Regions from separate parts of the Mus musculus genome. Here region 2 is linked to region 1. A link is a contact called in public ChIA-PET data. All regions are on one chromosome and are shown on one strand. Each heading gives the region's core, a stretch centred on a gene start, on an enhancer-like site or on the middle of the called end of the contact. The rest is flanking DNA. Distances are from core to core; before and after follow the strand shown. Region 1 holds the start of Ephx4 (epoxide hydrolase 4). Region 2 overlaps Glmn (glomulin, FKBP associated protein).

Region 1 (3,644 bases), core at 465-2,964:
TGAGACCCGAGCTTCAGTCCCCAGCACTGCCGTCCCTTCCCCTAAATGAGGTCCAAGTAAGTCACATAAGTCATGAAGGTCATGGGAGTCATGAGCGGGCTAAGGATGTAGCTCAGTGGCAGAGCACTCGCCTGGCATGACCAATGTGTCCCCCGGCGTCACTAAATAAACAAGTTAAGAGGAATGAAGTATACAGGTGACTAGAGTCACCACTATTTCTTCCTTCTGCTTTTGAGGGGAAAAGAGAGTAATTCTGAGGAATCCAGGAAGAGTCATAAGCTGTGTTTCATCCTTAAGTTGGACAGAATTAACAAATGTGACTTGGCTGTTATCTTTTAAAAATTATTTTAGTGGTGGTGAGTCTTGGAAGAATAAAATGCCAGGGCCACCAGATTGGATTTAATAAAGATTTTATCGCACTGGGTATATGCCAGGTTGATAATTATAATGATGAATTATAAATTATACTAAGTTATAGGTCCGTTGGCCTATGTTTTCTTCTCTTTTTCTTTGTGGTTCTCTTCCTCCTCCTCCTCCTCCTCCTCCTCTCCTTCTTCTCGAAACATGAACATACTTAATTCTCACATCAGTTTCAGGCTCCTTTTGCCTTTCTGAATCCCAGTTGCTGGGGAGTTTAGCTGCTGATTAAACGTCAGGCAGGACTCAGTAACACAAATATCTCCTTGTATGTTGCCTTTGAAAGGCTTGTGAGTCAGACTGTAGGTCGTATCACAGAGACTGTATCACTCCACCACCTGGCATCAGGAAATAGACCGTCTGTGGGCTGTGACAGAAGCTTGGACGAGGACGGACAATGAAAATCTGTTGGCACGGTTGACACTTTTATTTAAGCACAGAGAATGGAGCTTTATTAAGAAGTGGGTACCTACTTTGTATTCCATTCTCTCCTATTTTTGACTTTTTGCACCTACTTCCTTCCTCACAAACACAAACCATTTCTTATCCTTTAGTGCTGCCTAGGTCATCTGAGATTAGAAATGACTTTCCAAAGAACTGTCCACTCCCTCCATCTCAAAATCTGGACAGCAGGGCACCGCCAGGAGCATTATCCTGCAACTGATCTGAGCCCTAAAAGGCAAAAAAGGTAACAGGAGATAGCTTCTCCTTGCAGTAGGAGAGGGAGCAGAATTATTCTGAGTTGCTTCAGCAGGAGGAGGATCCAGTTAGAGAAATTTCACGTTCTGAAACACGCACCTCCCCCCCTCCACACACACACATAGGTTAAGGAGAGAGTGGAAAGCCATGATACTGACCCGCGGAACAGCCCCTGGCCAGGTCCCTCCTGCCTCCCCCTGGGGTCCTCCGGGTGCCCGCAGCCATCGGGACGCATCTAGGAACAATCGGCCCGGCGCCCTAGGCACCGCGGCTTCCAGGGCTCCCCACCCGCGTCCCTCTCCCTCCCCTGTCTCCAGGCCCGCGTCGGCCTTCACCTTGATGCGCACGTAGCAGTGAGTCCCTAAGGAGGGGTCGTTCAGGCACGCCGGAGGGTTGGCCCGGGCCGCCCGGCGGAAGGTCTGCGCCGGCGCCCTACCGATGCTCCACAAAAGTTTGAGCAGGTGGACGGAGGCGCACAGCCCGCAGTAGCCGTACACCAGGGACCAGTAGAGCAGGGCGCGCAGCGCGGGCAGCAGGCGGGGCGGGCGCGGCGGGGCCATGGGCGCCTGCGGGAGCCGAGCTGCGGCGTCCCTCCCGCGCCCGCCCGCTCGCCCCGCACACGCCGCGCGCCCGGGCCTCGGGGACCGCGCAGGGCGAGGCCCGGGCTGTCCTCCCGTGCCACGTCGCTAGAGCCGAGCGACATGAAGGCGACGCCGAACGCCATCCCCAGGTCCTGTCGAAGCTCCGGGCTCTGAACAGGTCCCAGCGCCCCGGTCCCAGAAGCCGCAGACCTTTTCCCGGATGTGAGAATCGCGGAGGGCGGGAGGGACTTTTGTACTGAACTGTGGTAATTATTTCTTCAGGTGGGCATCCCTAACACAATCTCTTACAGATATTAACTGTTTCTTAACTGAGTTCAAAGTTACCAAACACCCCAGCCAGAAAAAGCAAAAAGGCACTTTACACCAAGGCACAAGCAATCAATTAGCTTGTCCCTACCCTTAGCAAGGACTCCTCCCTCCTCCCTCTCTTCTTAATGTTCCCCTCCCCCTCCCTCCTCCCGCCCCCATTGGTGTAACTCTACAATAGTTTATCAGCCCTACCCCCACCCCGCCCCGTTAAGAAACATTCATTCTTCTTAGTCTTCCTTTACGTTCCTGTTTCCCTTCTCTTCCCTGACCTCCCTTGTGTGTGTGTGTGTGTGTGTGTGTGTCCGTCCGTCCGTCCGTCCGTCCTTCTAGAGATGCAGTTACAGGTGACTGTGCACCCCTCACCTCCGGAACTGAACTCAGGTCCTCTGAAAAAGCAGCCAGTACTCTTAACTGGTGAGCCATCTCTACTCATTCCTTCCATCTGAATAGCTTAGGGCTGTTATAAGTGTATCTACATAAAATGTTTCTGTGTGAACGTTTTTTTTTTCCTATTTCACCTAGAAATGAGACAGTGGGATAAGGTGGGTAAGTGTACCTTTGGCTTTCTGCGACAGAATCAAACTGGCTTCCAGAATGACTGCTCGGTGCTAGAGGTGTTGCTTAGAGCCTGGGTCCCATTCTTTAAAGCACTGTGTACTGAACTCTTAATTTCATTTGTTCCAGAGGTGCAGAGTGAACCCTTGATTCTCAATAAGAGGCACTATCTTCCGGAAGGAAGGAGCTGCCTGAGGGCAGAGCATGGGGGAGGGCAGCTGGGGAAGTGAATGTTTTAGAACAAAGTTTAATGACACATATGTCTGAATATGCCACAAAGGCTACCGCGTTATTACTGTTAATTACTGTTAAATAATGAATAAAAAGAATAAAGCCTACATTTATTTCCTAATGGCGAATAGTACCAGGCATCTTCTGTGTGATCACATGTCACTCAGCTATACTTTTCTCGACAAAGTGTCTATACAAATCTTCTGCTTGGTGTTGATCCCTGCCCCACCCCCATGGAAGCAGGGGTGGTGGGCCTGCATTCACTAGCTCTGGGCTATATCCACAAATGCTTTTGTTCTTTGGGTTGTTTTTTTTGTGGGGGGGGGTTGCTTTTACAGGCTTTATTTATATATTTGTGTATACTTATACATACATATGTATGTGTATAGCAATACTACTCAGCTATTAAAAATAATAAATTTATGAAATTCTTATGCAAATGGATGGATCTGGAGGATATCATCCTGAGTGAGGTAACCCAATCACGAAAGAATACACATGATATGCACTCACTGATAAGTGCATATTAGCCCAGAAACTTAGACTACCCAAGATATAATTTGCAAAACACAAGAAAATCAAGAAGAAGGAAGACCAAAGTGTAGATACTTCGTTCCTCCTTAGAATGGGGAACAAAATACCCATGGAAGGAGTTACAGAGACAAAGTTTGGAGCTGAGATGGAAGGAAGAACCATCCAGAGACTGTCCCACCTGGGGATCCATCCCATCAACATCCACCAAACCCAGATACTATTGCATATGCCAGCAAGCTTTTGCTGACAGGACCCTGATATAGCTGTTCTTTGTTTTTAAAGCAATACTTTCCCACA
Region 2 (3,644 bases), core at 354-2,853, 150 kb before region 1:
ATCATTTCAGTCAGTTTTATATATCAATAAATTCTCAATTCACAAGATGCGCACACAATAATTTTAAAGCCAACTGATAATGATACAAGCTGCCCACCAGATTTAATAAGTTATCCCAATCATTCTATCCTTTTATGATATTCATAGCTACTTGTTGCTATTTAAAGCCACACGGAATCTGGATCATCTTTTTCTCCCTCTATCTTTCTTCTTCATCTCTCCTCCCTTCTTGACCCTGTCCCTGAAACTCCACCTCCCTTGTCCAATCATAGGCTTCTTGTTGTATTAATATTTAAATTAATTGGGGAAAAATTTTGCAGCAGTTTGGTTTGGCTTGGGTTTTCAAGCACAGATGTATAGATTTTTTTATCAAGTACAATCATCACTGAAGTCTTTCTCACTGGTGCACCCATCCCTGATGGCCGTGGCTGCTGTCCTGCCAGGTGCTTCGGACCAGTCTTCACAGTGCTGAGAGAAAAGTACTCTTTGTTCCCTTCTCATTAACCCTTCTCTTACAGGAAGGATCAAAAATTCGTGCAAGGGCAGAGGTCTAGGAAGTAATAGAAATTTTGGAATTAAACTAACTCTGATTCGTAAAGGAACAAACAGAAGAGATACAGTGTCTATTGAGCGGCCCTGGTCCCTGGGTCTCTGGCAGGCATTCTTAGGGGAGGAAGGAGCATAACCTTGCAGTAATCAGGAAGGCTGATCACACAGAGGAGTTGATGCAATTTGCTTGACACAAAGCAGTCTCACTGATTAGCAATGATTGATGTAGTTGCTGTAATGTACACCTAATACAGGGTCAGAGGGTCTGGAGAAGGTAGGCAATGCCTGTTTTGACTCCATAGGGCCTTAATGTACTTCGGTGAGGACATTCTATAATGAAGAACACTCCTCATTTATAAGGCTGCCATATTTAATGGTTTATTCCCCATAGGAACCAAATCCTGGTTTTTGTTTGTTTGTTGCTGTATGCCACCATAAGAACTACCATACTAGGGAGATGATTAACAGACGCCCTCTTCCTGTAATGAAGCTTAACAGCCTGTCTGTAATGGGAACATCCCTCCTAAGAACAGTTCCAACAAGGAAAGGCAAACTTAGCCACCATGGTTAACAAATAATCAACCGCCTCCATCCAGGAGGGATTGCCCTGTATGGTGGCACTTACAGAGCTGAGGAAGGGTCACAAGTTCCTGGCCAGCCTGAAGTGTGAAGCAGAACCCTGAACACAAACAAACACGATGGCTTCTGGCTTGGTTTACAAGTCACAAAGTGACACTGTGGTGTTCGGGCATTTCCCTCGGAGGAGCCCCTCCCAGTTCCTGTTTGTGCCCATTTAGGTGTGCTAAGATGAAAGTTAAAAGTCAGAAAGGCGCCCAGGGAGAGAAAGCCATTCCAACATGAAGACAGTAAGTGGACTCATAATAAGTAAGAAGCCCTCTGACCAGCTTGAGTTTCCTTTCCAGAGTCCTCCTGGCTTACTGTCCCCATCCCAGCTCCCTGCATGTTTTCAGCACTTTCTCCTACATTTCCATTTCCTGTCAGTTTCAGACTGTTTCTCATCTCTAGTCTGTAGAAGTCACATTCTCTGCTGTTGGGATTCTGTAGGTGGTTATTGTTTTGGATTACAAGGTTGTTCTAAAATAGAGCCCAGGTGTGCCATTTACCTTTGTCCTCTTCACTCAAACCCTTCCTAATGCCTGTTTATTCAAAATTAAAACGTGCTCAGTGGCAGAATAATTGTCCTGTGGCCATGGATTCAATCCTTGGCACCACAACTCAAAAGTGAAATGCGAACACACATGCACACAGAGTCTGCAGAGCCACACGGGCTAATGGTCGCCAAAGTTCTTTTGAATGAAGTGGTAAAAGTTTGGTGCTACCACTTAATAAATGAGGCACATTAGAAGAAAGAGCCAAGAGGGGGACACGGCTATGCCCTTTTCCATTTACTATGGTTGACTGTCTTTGCAGGGTTCCTACCTGTCCCAGAACCTATTTCACCGTGATGTAGAAATGTCTAGTGGGGTTGGGTAGGCTGCAGTGAATTTTTAGTGTGTAGTTAAGACAGAACTCAAATATTGTCAGAATTGTTGAGTCAGTGACAGGTTTGAGATGAAAGGCAGACAGTTGCAAGGATTTCAAAGATCAAGTCCTTATAAACATTGTAAAAATCTTTTTACTTTTTTAGCATTAGAGATGAAAGAAGTCTTAAACTTAATTCTTTTGTGCTTTAGAGAGACCCGGTAACTTTCATGTAAGACAAAGAATTTTTCTTCCTCCATAGCATCTTTACTCCTACATGCTTCTAGAAACAGTACAGTTCATTATAGAAAAGACTGGGATTATGCTGAACAGCATGGGAAAGAAAATTTCTTTAGTCTAATTTTGAAGGGTGTTTTTACTACTCAATGTTTTGATGTTATGGACAACAAATTAAAATAAATTATTGCCCCTTGCTGGATGCCATGGCTCCTGCTTATAATTACAGCCCTTCAGAGGTGAGGTCAGCAAAGAAAAGGAAACTGCAGTGTGTATACAGTTAGACCTTTGTTGTTGTAAGCTCATGCATTATTACTACTATCATCATCATTAGTGTGTGTGTGTGTGTCCATGTGTGTCCACCAATGGAGGTCAGAGGACAACTGTCAGGATTGGGTCTCTCCTCCTATCATGTGTCTCCTAGGATCAAACTCAGATTGTTAGAGTTGGCAGTGAAGGCCTTAACTCACTGAGCCTTTCTGCTGGCCTCTTGTCCATGCTGGCCTGGAACTTGCTATGTAGCCAACAATTATCACAAATTCTGGGATTATAAAACCCTTGTACAGGTTGAATAGGGAAAATAAAAAACAGGCCAGTTTGTGAGTTCTATTTAGAGTTGTCTTGCCTTGACTATAAGGATTTTTCATCTGTGGGAAGCTATGTGCCCTCAGGAGGGCTTTGCTCAGTTCTGGAGGGCACTTAGAGCAAAGGGGAAACTAGCATCCAGACTCCCACCCCATTCCCGCTCCTCTTCTAGGGCAGCCCAGTGAGAGCCAGCAATTACAACTCAGTACTTACTCTGAGTTTTGTTTTCAAGAGTGGGTCTCACTGTGTGCCTCTGGCTGGCCGGGAACTTGCCAACATCATACACACACGTACTTTATATTAAGTGACATAGATATAAAAAGTGTTAATCACCTGGTTATGAATTAATTGCTACCTCTTGAGTAAAGAGGACTTCAATCATAACTAATACTTTCTTTTGAATAAATATGGGAAGGTATTTCCTTTTGATAAAGCTAAGTATAGGCTAAAAAAGTATTCCCCTTGGGAACTTGAGAGAGGTTCAGTGGTTAAGAGCACTGGCTATGGGCTGAGTAGTTGGGCTAGGTAGTTGGGGCATACATTTTAATCCTAGTACTAACATACACAGTGCTACTCTTGTGGAAGACCTAGGTTTGATTCTCAGCACCCACTCTAATCTCAGGAGATTGCATGCCCTCGTCTGGTCCCTCAGTGCATACATAAGGTACACAGACATGTATGCAGCACATTTGGCTGTCAATAACCTAATCGGCCTCGGAAGCAGCAGCTCTAGTGCTTAAAAGATACAGGTAAAGGAAAGGGGGGGAGTTTACATTAGAGGAGGACAGATG

Evidence for each region. ChIA-PET counts read pairs in DNA pulled down with a chosen protein or histone mark.
Region 2: a contact with region 1 is called in an RNA polymerase II ChIA-PET map of memory CD8 T cells, with 11 read pairs. The contact joins the enhancer-like site here to the promoter of Ephx4 in region 1. A contact is called at or near these places in 3 of 39 promoter capture datasets (HPC-7-derived erythroid cells, hematopoietic stem and progenitor cells and hippocampal neurons), 2 of 115 datasets of contacts at active chromatin or transcription factors (effector CD8 T cells and memory CD8 T cells) and 2 of 9 other capture datasets (adipose tissue and liver).

Annotation. Positions count from the first base shown.
Region 1 is chr5:107,401,583-107,405,226 of GRCm38.p6, reverse strand. It overlaps Ephx4 (epoxide hydrolase 4), which reads right to left and starts at 1,714. Exons shown (of 7, transcript NM_001001804.2): 1 at 1,452-1,714. The coding sequence starts at 1,676. It overlaps Gm17202 (a long non-coding RNA gene), which reads left to right. Exons shown (of 5, transcript XR_389494.4): 3 at 1-56.
Region 2 is chr5:107,552,205-107,555,848 of GRCm38.p6, reverse strand. The region is part of intron 16 of Glmn (glomulin, FKBP associated protein); the gene reads left to right. Among named protein-coding and RNA genes, the nearest start is that of 1700028K03Rik, 19 kb to the right of the region's middle. Within about 2 kb of position 1,603, at least 6 of the 459 cell types and tissues checked have an H3K27ac peak or open chromatin away from gene starts, as enhancers often do. A contact at or near this core is called in memory CD8 T cells, where this site is marked.